Linked DNA regions of Rattus norvegicus: region 2 is linked to region 1. Evidence: chromatin contacts called from public Hi-C data. All regions are on one chromosome and are shown on one strand. Each heading gives the region's core, a stretch centred on a gene start, on an enhancer-like site or on the middle of the called end of the contact. The rest is flanking DNA. Distances are from core to core; before and after follow the strand shown.

Region 1 (5,476 bases), core at 979-3,478:
AAGTGTGGAGTGAAGAGAAATATGCTTCTGCTAGCAAAGCCTTCTGGAAGTACCCTACCAGCCCCCCACCTTGTTTTTATATGCAGTTCTGTAGACCACGATGTTTCCCATTTACACGGAACCCTGTTGTCAGGAGTAAGTTCTGTAAGGATTGCACATTTCTAACCCCAAGTGCTTGTAATGGCCCAGCTTCCCCCGGATCTCATCCCTCTCCAACAGCACACATTGCTGATGCCAGTTCCATGTATCTAAAATTACTACCTCAGAGTAACAAATCCAGTCACACCCAAGCCAATTCTGACCCTCCTGTCAGCCTGATGAGTACCACAGCTGAGCACTTCATGATGGAGGGACAGTAGGGGACTTAAGGTGGTGAAGCCTTTTGAAGTCTCTGCCTGCCCCTTGGAGCCCTTGCTTCCTGTTGAATACATCTAGTTTGTTCCATTAAGGCACCTTCTGGCTGCCTCCCTTTTACTGTGGCCTGAGTGCTGAGGCTTATCGATCGGTTGAAGCATTCTTTGTGAGCTTTGGGAACCCGCCAATGGTGACATAACCCTTTGCCAGCTGCAACCTGAGTGCTTCCCTCTGCCAGCCCAGACAGAGGCACTACCCTGCAAGTGGCCACTCCATGCTCCCCTGTGTGCCTGTGATAGGGTCTTCAGGTGATCCTTTAGGGTGACATTTACCCTGTGCACAGGGTAGCATGAGGTGCTGGGCCACATCAGTCAGCTTTTCTGAGTGAACCTATACAGCAATATCACAGGCCAGAGCAAATGCACCCATTGTCACACAGACAGTTCCACTTTGGGGCCACTTTTAAAATGTAAAGAAGTGTAATCATGAGGTCTTTGGTTGGTTGTGTTTTGGATGCTCTTAGCTATGGGATAACAGTCAAAGTTCTTAAGTGAGAAGCGTACTAGTGACTTCCCCCCTTTTCGTGGGGAAATAGAGATAATTTAGCTTCAGTGTTGAAATATTTGACATCATTAAATATCACTGAAAGTAGAAAGACAAGGACTGGTACTTACATGGGTTTATCATACATGTACAGGCAGGAGAGAACATATATCTAATATACTCATGTACATGTAGGGAAGTGGTATGACTATACGCAAATGACCGAGGAGCAGCAGACAGGAACCAAACCAGGAAGGCAGACAATGAAGCAGGCATGGAAGTCTCTAGAATTCCAACCTGAGGACAGTGAATGCCAGTTTTACAACACGAGAGTTTCGGGGACTGGAGAGAAGCGCAATGCTTCAGAGCACGTGCTCCCACAGAAGATCTAGGATCAGTTCCTAGCACCCACATGGAGGCTCACAACCATTCATACTCCAGTTCTAGGGAGTTAACACCCTCTTCTGACCTCTCAGGTACTACATACAAGCAGTGCACAGACATACATGCAAGAAAATAAAACCCATACATGTGAAGTGAAATGAATCAACCCCAAAAGAGTTACAGCTGACACAAGTGTGTGGCAAAGTGGTGAGACCCCGATTTACTACCATATCTACATGATGTAAGGCACTTAAAACTAGGAGTCACGGTCCGAAGCTACTAGACACTAACTGTTCTGCTGTTCTGTTTAGTCTTACAGTGATTTAAATGCTTCAGGTGTAGCTTGGACAGTCACATCATTAGAGGCAAATGGCATTTAGAAATTTGTTTTTATATTGTTGAAGATTCTCCAACAACCTATGTCTGAGGGTACATGGGAGTCCTGTTCAAGGCTTCGTTTTTAATAAGAAAGATCTCTTTTATTTTTACCAGGCTGATAGATTTCTGATTTGAAATAAAACGAATTCATGTGAAGTTCTCAACATAGAACGGGAAGGACAAAACAATTTCAGGATTTAGCCACTAGATGGCAGATTCCTACAGTTAGAGGAACAAATAGTGATTCAAAAAAAAAAAAAATTACCATCTCCAAGAACGTTATTTTAAATGTGTTCAAAATCAAATACTTGCTCCATGTGTAACCAAGAAAGTATCTGCGACATTAATCCAAACGGGAAGTATGATAAGATTTAAAAAAAAAAAAAACCACACACACATACACACAAAAAAACCCTCTTATTTGGACCCTGGGGATTTACAGGAAAAAACAAATGTTCTCTACATGTTTTTGGCTGAGTCTCTCCCAATAGAAAATGTGCTTTTATAATGTCCCCAGTTTACTGACTCCTCTCATGCTTGCTTTAGATACCCCAGAGTTTATCCTTGACTCAAACCTCTGCCACTAGATGGCTGCTGGTTAACCTTTACCAGCTATAGATCAGTGTCTGCATGGAAACCTGAGGTGGGACCCTGCCTCTGCCTTTGGCCAGCTGCATACATCTCTAACCTGTCTGAGGCTTGAGGTCTGCAAGTCTTCGTACTGTTGTGTGTCTGTGTCTGTATCTGTCTGTGTCTGTGTCTGTGTCTGTGTCTGTGTGTCTGTGTCTGTGTCTGTGTCTGTGTGTGTGTCTGTGTGTGTGTCTGTGTGTGTGTCTGTGTGTGTGTGTGTGTGTGTCTGTGTGTGTGTCTGTGTCTGTGTCTGTGTCTGTGACTGTCTGTGTCTGTGTCTGTGTCTGTGTCTGTGTCTGTGTCTGTGTGTCTGTGTCTGTGTCTGTGTCTGTCTGTGTCTGTGTCTGTGTCTGTGTCTGTGTCTGTGACTGTCTGTGTCTGTGTCTGTGTCTGTGTCTGTGTCTGTGTCTGTGTGTCTGTGTCTGTGTCTGTGTCTGTCTGTGTCTGTGTCTGTGTCTGTGTCTGTGTCTGTGTCTGTGTCTGTGTCTGTGTCTGTGACTGTGTCTGTGTCTGTGTCTGTGTCTGTGTCTGTGTCTGTGTCTGTGTCTGTGTCTGTGTCTGTGTCTGTGTCTGTGTCACAGGATGCCTGCCTAACAGCCTGCTGGGCCGTGAAGTAAGGGATAACTTAGCTGCCCGCAACTCCTCACAATATCTTCCCAGCCTCCCTCAGCCTTTCCTATCATGAAAGCTTGACCTCACATCCTTACAAGCATCTTTCTCTGTAATCTGATTTTACATTTGGCATTGCATCTGACTTTGATTTAGTTTGGTTTGGTTTGACTTTATCGAAACAAAGGAATTTGCTCTGAAGCCAAAAGAAGGCTGAGTCTGACTTTTGTTTCCGTGTTTAATCGTGGGTTAATGTGGAACATTTTTAAACCTTTGGAAGTAACTAGCTGCTCACGTGCAGTTGTGAGATTTAATAGACTCCATCTGCCCTTTACTGCACACACACTCGGCATCATCTTTAGCAGCTACAGCACATACCGCAACCAGGACACTGGCATCCAAGTCGTGCAGAGTTCACCAGTTTTACCAGCACTCATTTGCTTGTGTGTATTTAATTTCTGCAGTTTTAACACATGTGTACATCTATGTAACCATTGCCGTAAACAGGATACAGAACGTTCCAATGAACCCTTTATAGCCACTGTCACCTTCATCTTTGCCCTTAACCTCTGAGAATTACAAGGATCATCAGTGTCTAAACTCTGTAATTTCAGCTTTTCAGGGTTTTATCAGTGGAAGCAACCAGGTATGTATTGTCTGGGACTGGGTGGGTTTTACTCAGAATGATCCTCTTGAGATTCATATGAATTGTTGTATGTATGTTCTCATTTTTACTGCTAAGTAGCATTCCACACGATGGATGTGTCATAGTGTGTTTAGTGAGCTAAACACACAGTAAGAGATTTATGTGTTGTTTGCAGTGTGGGACAAGATAGTTATATCTTCTTTTAAAATTCACATAAAGGTGTGTGTGTGTGTGTGTGTGTGTGTGTGTGTGTGTGTGTATAAGAATAAGTTTCATTTTATCTTGGGGTGCAATTCCTTGTGGCCATATGGTAAACATGTGTTTAGTTTTATAGGGAGTTGCCAGTGTTTTCCAGAGTAGCTGTGACATTTATGTTGCTCTGAGGATGTTAGAGAGCGTCTATTTCTCCTGTCCACACCACCATATTTGTCTGTTTGGTTGGTTGTTGGTTGGGGTGTCTGTTATTACTGTTTTGGCCATTATGATGGGTGTACAGTAAACTCTCTTCCTAGTTGATATAGTACTTCCGCTGATGATATCAAACACTTTCTCCAGACACTTATTTGCCATCTGTATCTATTTCAGTGAAATATCTGTGTATACCCTGTGCCCATTTTCCTTTATTATTATTTATAATACCTAATAGAAGGTACATGGTATGTAAAGGCAGTATTTAAAAAGTAATGACAAAGAAAAATGTCCACGCATGTTCAGTTCAGACAGAATCCCCTCCTGCTGCCCCCTCAGGTCTTCTTACCCCTGCTTTCTGCCCCTAGTAATTTCCCTTCCCCTTTCATCTCATGTGTTCTGTTACCCTCCCAAGTGCCCCCAAACCTTCTCTTGGTGCTCTAGTCTCATGCTTTCAGCCACTTTCTGATCTGTTCTCTTTTTCACAGTTAAGTGCTGAGAATGCACCCACAATGTTTAAAATATTCATCCCTTGGTCTTTAACAACAACAAATGCTAATTCTGTCTTGTGACACTATTACAGACTAAAGGGCAGCCTTGGATGCTGCCATCTTTGCTTTTCCCACTCAACTTGACTCTCCTATATACATTACGAGTAAGGCTCTTTTCTCAGAATGGTCACCATGGTCTTCTTGAACTTGTTCTCCAACAATTGCAAGATATAAGTACCAATTGCCCTCCTTCCCAGAATTCAACCCATCAACCTTTAAAGCTAGGATACAAATATTTTCCTGGGTGCTGCAGAGAACTCTCGGTGGGTAGAGCAGTTGCCTGGCAAGCATGAGGACTTAAGTTTGAACCACCACGTGATGGGGCAATGCAGGGCAGAGGTTCCTCCATCTCGTATTCTTACTGGGGTCTTTTCAGGCTTAAGTAGAATCGGGTCTCCTCGATGGAGAATCCCACAGAAAACAACTCAATCTATTCTAGGAACCAAAGGTCAGGAGGTCCTAGCTAACTTAGCCTCTGTTAAACTTCCTGTTTGTATAGAAACTCCCTCAGCTAACTGCTTATCTTGCTTCTGTTGAAACTCTTTGCTTTTGCAAAGCCCCCTGCTGCTGCCTAGCAAGATGCCAGGATGTGGTTTCTGTCTTTTAAAAGCCTGTGTTGTGAGCTGGCCTGATGGCTCACACCTCTAATCAAAGCAGTCCAGGCAAAGGGAAAAATTATCTCTGAGTTTGATGGCAGCCTGGTCTATAGAGAGAGTTTTGGAACAGCCAGGCCTCCATAGAGAAACCCTGTCTTGAACTGAACACCCCCTACTCCAACACACGCGCGCGCGCAAACACACACACACACACACACACACACACACACACACTAATGTTCTGGACACTCAGAACCATACCTAGGTGGCCTGAGAATAAGAGATGGGGTCAGCAACAACAACAACAAAAAATTTCCTGAGAAGGCACAGGAGCTAAGCTAAGCCATAGAAACCATCTTAGAGAGTCGGGAACCATC
Region 2 (5,476 bases), core at 1,068-3,567, 340 kb after region 1:
TAGTAAAGTGTTTTAATCATAGCAACAGTAGTAACCGATTGGTACCAGGAGTGGGGTGTTGTTGTAAAGAGCCTGAACTTTTTTTTTTAAAAGAAGGTGGTAGAAGACTTTGGAACTTTGGACTAGAAAAAGCAATTTAACAGATCATTAAGCTGAACTTAAATGACTCAGTAGGAGCTTAAAAGATGTAGTACTGAGAGCAATGCAGACTATGGAGGTCCAGTTCCAGAGACTTTTTAGAGGGGAACATTATTAGAACTGGGTTAGAGGTCATTCCTGTATATTATGACAAAGAATTTAGGTGCCTTCTGTTGTTTTCCTAAGAACTTGTCTGAGACTAGATTAAAAAGTAATGTAGGAGGGATCAGAGTGATGGCTCAGTGGTTAAGAGCACTGACTGTTCCTTCAGAGGACTCAGGTTGAATTCCCAATACCCACATGGCAGCTCACACCCATCTGTGGCTTCAGTTTCATGAGATGAAAGCCACCTTCTGGGTTCTGTGGTCAACAGACTTGTGTGGTGCATGCAAATACATTTAGCCAAAACATCTGTACACATTAAGGAAAATCTTTTTTAAAAAAGTAAACTTTCTGTGATGGAGATTTCAAGGCCACATAATATTGAATCTGTGGTGTGGTGTGTTGTTGTATGGTTGTTGTTGCTGCTGAGTTTTTAAAGAGATGGTCTCACTATGTAGACTTGGAGTTTATAGATATAATATGAAGAAATGTGTAAGTTATTAAACAAACTGCTACGATTAGTATTAAATTCTCGCTTTATTTAGATGACAAATTCTCCACAGTTATGAAGTTGTTATTGGTTCTAACTAGCATATAGTATCTGGGAGCTGGCAAGATGACTCTGGTTACAGTCATGAGGACTAGAGTTTGGATCCCAGACACACAATAAGCCAGATGTCCCACAAAATGCCTTTAACTCTAGTTCTGAGGGATCTGATATCCTCTTATGGTCTCTACACCTAAAGTCATACACACATACACACATACATAAATATTTTTAAAAGAAAATAAGACATAGCATTTGACAACATTCCTAATATTTTTGCTAAACTGTATGTTTTTCAAATTGTTGAGTCAGCTAACTTAGCCTTCAGAAACCTCTAAGCTTTTGGTACCATCGTTTAATTTTTTAAAGTTTTATTATTTTATGTGTATGGTGCTGGTGTGAGTATGCAATGCCTGAGGTGACAAGAAGCAGGTGTTGGATCTCCTAGAACTCGTGTTAGAGAATATTGTGAGCATGGGTGCTTGAAATGGAAGCTGGGTCCTCTGCAAAGACAGTATTATTTTTCCTGTTTACAATTGTGTGGGTGTGTCTCTGTGGATACGTGCACGTGAGGGCCAGGAGAGGGCATAAGATCCATGGGAGCTAATGTTGCCAGTCATTACAAGCTGCCTGACTGGGACTGAACCCTGGTCCTCTGAGAGAGAGGCAAACAACTGCAAGGGCTGAGCCCATCTCTGTATCCTTGGTACTATCATTAAATCCAGGACAACTTTTAAATGTTAGCTTAAATTTAGGATTTTGTTCACGTTTCTGAAATTCCCAACACAACCCTATTCCACTTTCCCCATTCATTACAGTAGAGGTTTAGGAAGCTACCTGGGCCTATTTTTTTTTTTCTGAATAATTCACTGGCTTTGCCTTCACAGGAAAACATTAACCTACTAGGAAAACCCTAAGAAATATTTTCAATGAACTGCTTTATTTTGAATCAGTGGAAAAACTACCAAAATTTCCCAATAAGGGGTGTGTGTGTCTGTGTGTGTGTGTGTGTGTGTGAGCACGCGCGTGTGTGTGTGTGAACTAGGAACATGTATATGTCTTCAAATGTTCCATCTCAGAGCCAATTTCTCAGCCCCACAATTCTAAATTAAATAAACAAGCAAACAGCAACAAAGGCAAAAGACATTCTGAGAAAGGTTTATGTGTGAGCTGTTTCATATTTTAGTTTCCGGCTTATTTCATACCTGACAAAAACACTCAGGTCCAACCCACGTCTTCAGGGGAAATACCTCTCTTATGGAATATAACTTCATGTTATTCTGGCAATTTTTATGTACATAGCACTGAGGTATAGATAATCTCTCTCTTTGTCCTTATTCCCATATTTAATTTTCTGAAAAGTCACCGTCTCAGTTCCACAGTGGGTGAGAAGCCATGAGTAATATGGGGAGTGATTTAAAAGGAAAAAACATGCATAAAGGGGATTTTACAGGCACAGAGCCTCGCTGAAGGCTCAGAGCCTTGCTGGCGACACCTGCTGATGTGACTCTTTATCTCTACCCTAGGACTACTCTTGCAGGGCACATGCCAGGTCCCGCCCCAAAAGACCAGGCTCTCTAGCCCACAAGCCTCCAGACTCCAGGATACTTCCACTTCTCAGAGGCTCTGCCTGCCACCCCATGTTTCCTTATTTTGCCTCACCCCTTGGGGCAGGGCGAGAGTTCCCAGCAGATCTCTTATAGCCCTCATGGCTGCCCACGGCCCTCCGGGTTTACTTTCATATTTAGTTAGGCTCTACCCACAATTCACTTGCAAAAACTTGAAATGCAAAAAAAGCTTGGTAGTTAACCTAATTCTCCAAGTCATTACTTGTGACAGTGTAACTTTGTTTCATTTTCATCACATTTGGCGCGCTGATTTTATCTGTTTTATTTTTAAAGGTTATGGCATAGACCCCCTAAAAAAAACCTCCTTAGTTAGAAAAGATCCTAGAATTATAAATAGAGACTGACACTACTGTTTAGTTGGTCTGAAGGTTGTGGGTTATTGTTAAATTGTTTAACACTGTCTCCCCTCACACTCATACTTGACTAACAAGCTGCTGTTGTGGGAAAGTTAAGATTGCATTTAGTCCGTGATACAATAGAAAACTTTTAAAAACGAGATTACTTGTTTATAAGTATTCTGGTAAGATTAACTTTCTAGTTACACACATGTATTAACCTTCATAGTGTCTGGAACGAAAAAAATATGCAAAAAAGAATTATTTAATTAAAACACTAAAAAGTGTTTTTATTAGCTTTGAACTTACTAAAGAGTATATTTATTTCTGTTAAACAGCAGTAAGTTTCCATTGTAAGCAATTATGGAGGGAGGGGTAACCTTTATAGAAGAAACCATCTTTTTTTTTTTTTAGCATGAGTTTACGAGCCTGCTGTACTGTCCTGATATGGCTTGATCCAGTTGGAATTTTTGAGACAGACTCACCTTACACACCCTAGGCTGATCTTAAACTCCCTATATAAGCGTTTACCACTTGTCCCCCTTTTAAAATATTTCTACTTGTATAATTGTGTATGGATGGGAAAAAATCTTGAAGATAATACATGAAATTATTGACAGTGTTTACAAAACTCCTCAGGATGAGTCCAGTGAGCACTTAAGAATGCACTCGGTTTTGTTTGTTTTTTGTGTTTTGTGAGGTGGCGGTAATGGGAGGGGGAATGAGATGGAAGCAGGTGCCTGCGCAGTCCAGAAGAGGGCGCCTGATCCTTTACAGCTGGACTTAGAGGCAGTTGTGAACTGTCTGAAGTGGAACCGAGCTCTAGTCTTTTGCAAAAGCAGCATGTATTCTTTTGCTTGTTTGGTAGTGGTTTGTTTTGTTTTGTTTTTGAGATAAGGCTTTTGTATGTAGTCTTGACTGTCCTGAAACTCAATCTGTAGACCAGGCTGAACTCATAGAGCTCCTCCTGCCTCTGCTTCCCAAGTGCTGGGATTGTAGGCATGTGCCACCAGACCCAGCAATTATTCTGTTGTTGTTGTTTTATTTTGTTTTGTTTTGTGACAAGGTCTCATAGTATAGCTCTGGCTATCCTGAAATTCACTATATAGACCAAGCTAACCTTCCTGTTCTAAGAGACCCTATTGTGTTTGCCTCTTGCACACCCAGCTGCAACAGTGAGCTACCTCCAAGGTCCCAGATTTTAAAAATTACATTTTTTACTTAGTGTGCTTGTGAGTATCTGTGTGGGTATACATGTGCCATTGCTGGAGTATAGACAGAGGATACTTGCAAGGGTTGGTTCTGTTTCCACATGTGGATAGAGATTAGGTCATCAGGCAGTTTACTTTCACACTTAAATAGGCACCAAATATAAAAATGTAAAAGCTATGGGGCTGGGGATTTAGCTCAGTGGTAGAGCGCTTACCTAGGAAGCACAAGGCCCTGGGTTCGATCCCCAGCTCTGAAAAAAAGAACCAAAAAAAAAATGTAAAAGCTAATGGATTATGGGGCTTAGTGATAGCTCAGAGGTTAATAGTACTGGCTACGGGGTTGGGGATTTAGCTCAGTGGTACAGCGCTTGCCTAGCAAGCGCAAGGCCCTGGGTTCGGTCCCCAGCTTCAAAAAAAAAAAAGAGTACTGGCTACTCTGGTAGAGGACATGGGCTCCACTTTCAGCACCTTTGTCATGACTCAGAGTTCCAGGAGATCCTGGAACACCTACTCTTGGCCTCCATGGGCACCAGGCATGCGAGTGCTACACATTCATGTGGGAGAGACATTAACACACATAAAATAAGTCTTTAAAAGTATGTTGTTAAATTTCAGTATTTCTATATGTGTTTGTGAATGGAGAGGTAATGTTTTGTTGTGACTGTTGTTTGTGTTTGAGAACAGAGTCTCCACTAGCCCAAACTGGCTTCAAACTTACTACCTAGCCAATGTAGGGGCTTGAACTTCTGACCTCCCTGCCTCCACCTACTGAGTTTTGGGCATAGAGGTTTTTCAGATCAGCCCAGATTTAGATATGTGCTTTTTGTGTATTTGTTTGTTTCACAGGTAAATCGCATAAGCCAATAACTGACAGTCCATCAGTGTTGATTTTTGCAACCAGATAGGAAAGGAGTTTGCTGTCTCACTGTGTGTCACAGCAGTGTTTGTTGATTTTTCATCTATGGGTGTAGTCAACACCTGGATCTATTTGGTTCCACTCAAATTCAATCAACTGGCTTTGTCTTCTTCATTAACAAATACACTTGACACCAGGGTTGAGCTATCTGTATCTTTTACTATCAGTTTGCTTCTGCGACCTTGGAAGGAAACTCCTTATCCCTTCCCCTCAACATCTGCAAAGTTTAGTGAAGATGGTGGGGGGAGTTCAAGACAGGATTTACTGGGTTAGCCTCGAACTCAGAGATAATACCTATCTCTGTCTCCCAAGATCTGGGCTCAAAGGGGTGCACTATCATCACTCAGACAGATTTTGATAAGGATGTTTCTTAATCCTGAGAAGCACTTGGAGCTGCAAAGATTAAAAACAGAACTTGGTCACTCAACCTTGCAGAACTATCAATTCCTAAGTTAGGCACTGAATTTAAAACATTGATAATAATTGGCATCCTAAGGTTCAAATGATAGAACCTTGCTTAATGGTATACATATTACAGGCACTTCAATATCTGATACAGATACCAAAATGCCTATCAGAGATTAACTCAATTGTGAAGG

Evidence for each region. Hi-C and Micro-C count contacts between places; a contact is called where the count stands out from the background.
Region 2: a Hi-C map of the A7r5 cell line shows a contact between it and region 1, with 3 times the contacts expected there. The contact joins two enhancer-like sites. A contact is called at or near these places in 4 of 12 Hi-C or Micro-C datasets (the A7r5 cell line, the Rat2 cell line, Schwann cells and 1 more).

Annotation. Positions count from the first base shown.
Region 1 is chr4:77,384,758-77,390,233 of GRCr8, forward strand. No RefSeq gene overlaps it. Among named protein-coding and RNA genes, the nearest start is that of Cul1, 160 kb to the right of the region's middle. Within about 2 kb of position 2,229, at least 4 of the 93 cell types and tissues checked have an H3K27ac peak or open chromatin away from gene starts, as enhancers often do. A contact at or near this core is called in the A7r5 cell line, where this site is marked.
Region 2 is chr4:77,723,699-77,729,174 of GRCr8, forward strand. No RefSeq gene overlaps it. Among named protein-coding and RNA genes, the nearest start is that of Ezh2, 39 kb to the left of the region's middle. Within about 2 kb of position 2,318, at least 8 of the 93 cell types and tissues checked have an H3K27ac peak or open chromatin away from gene starts, as enhancers often do. A contact at or near this core is called in the A7r5 cell line, where this site is marked.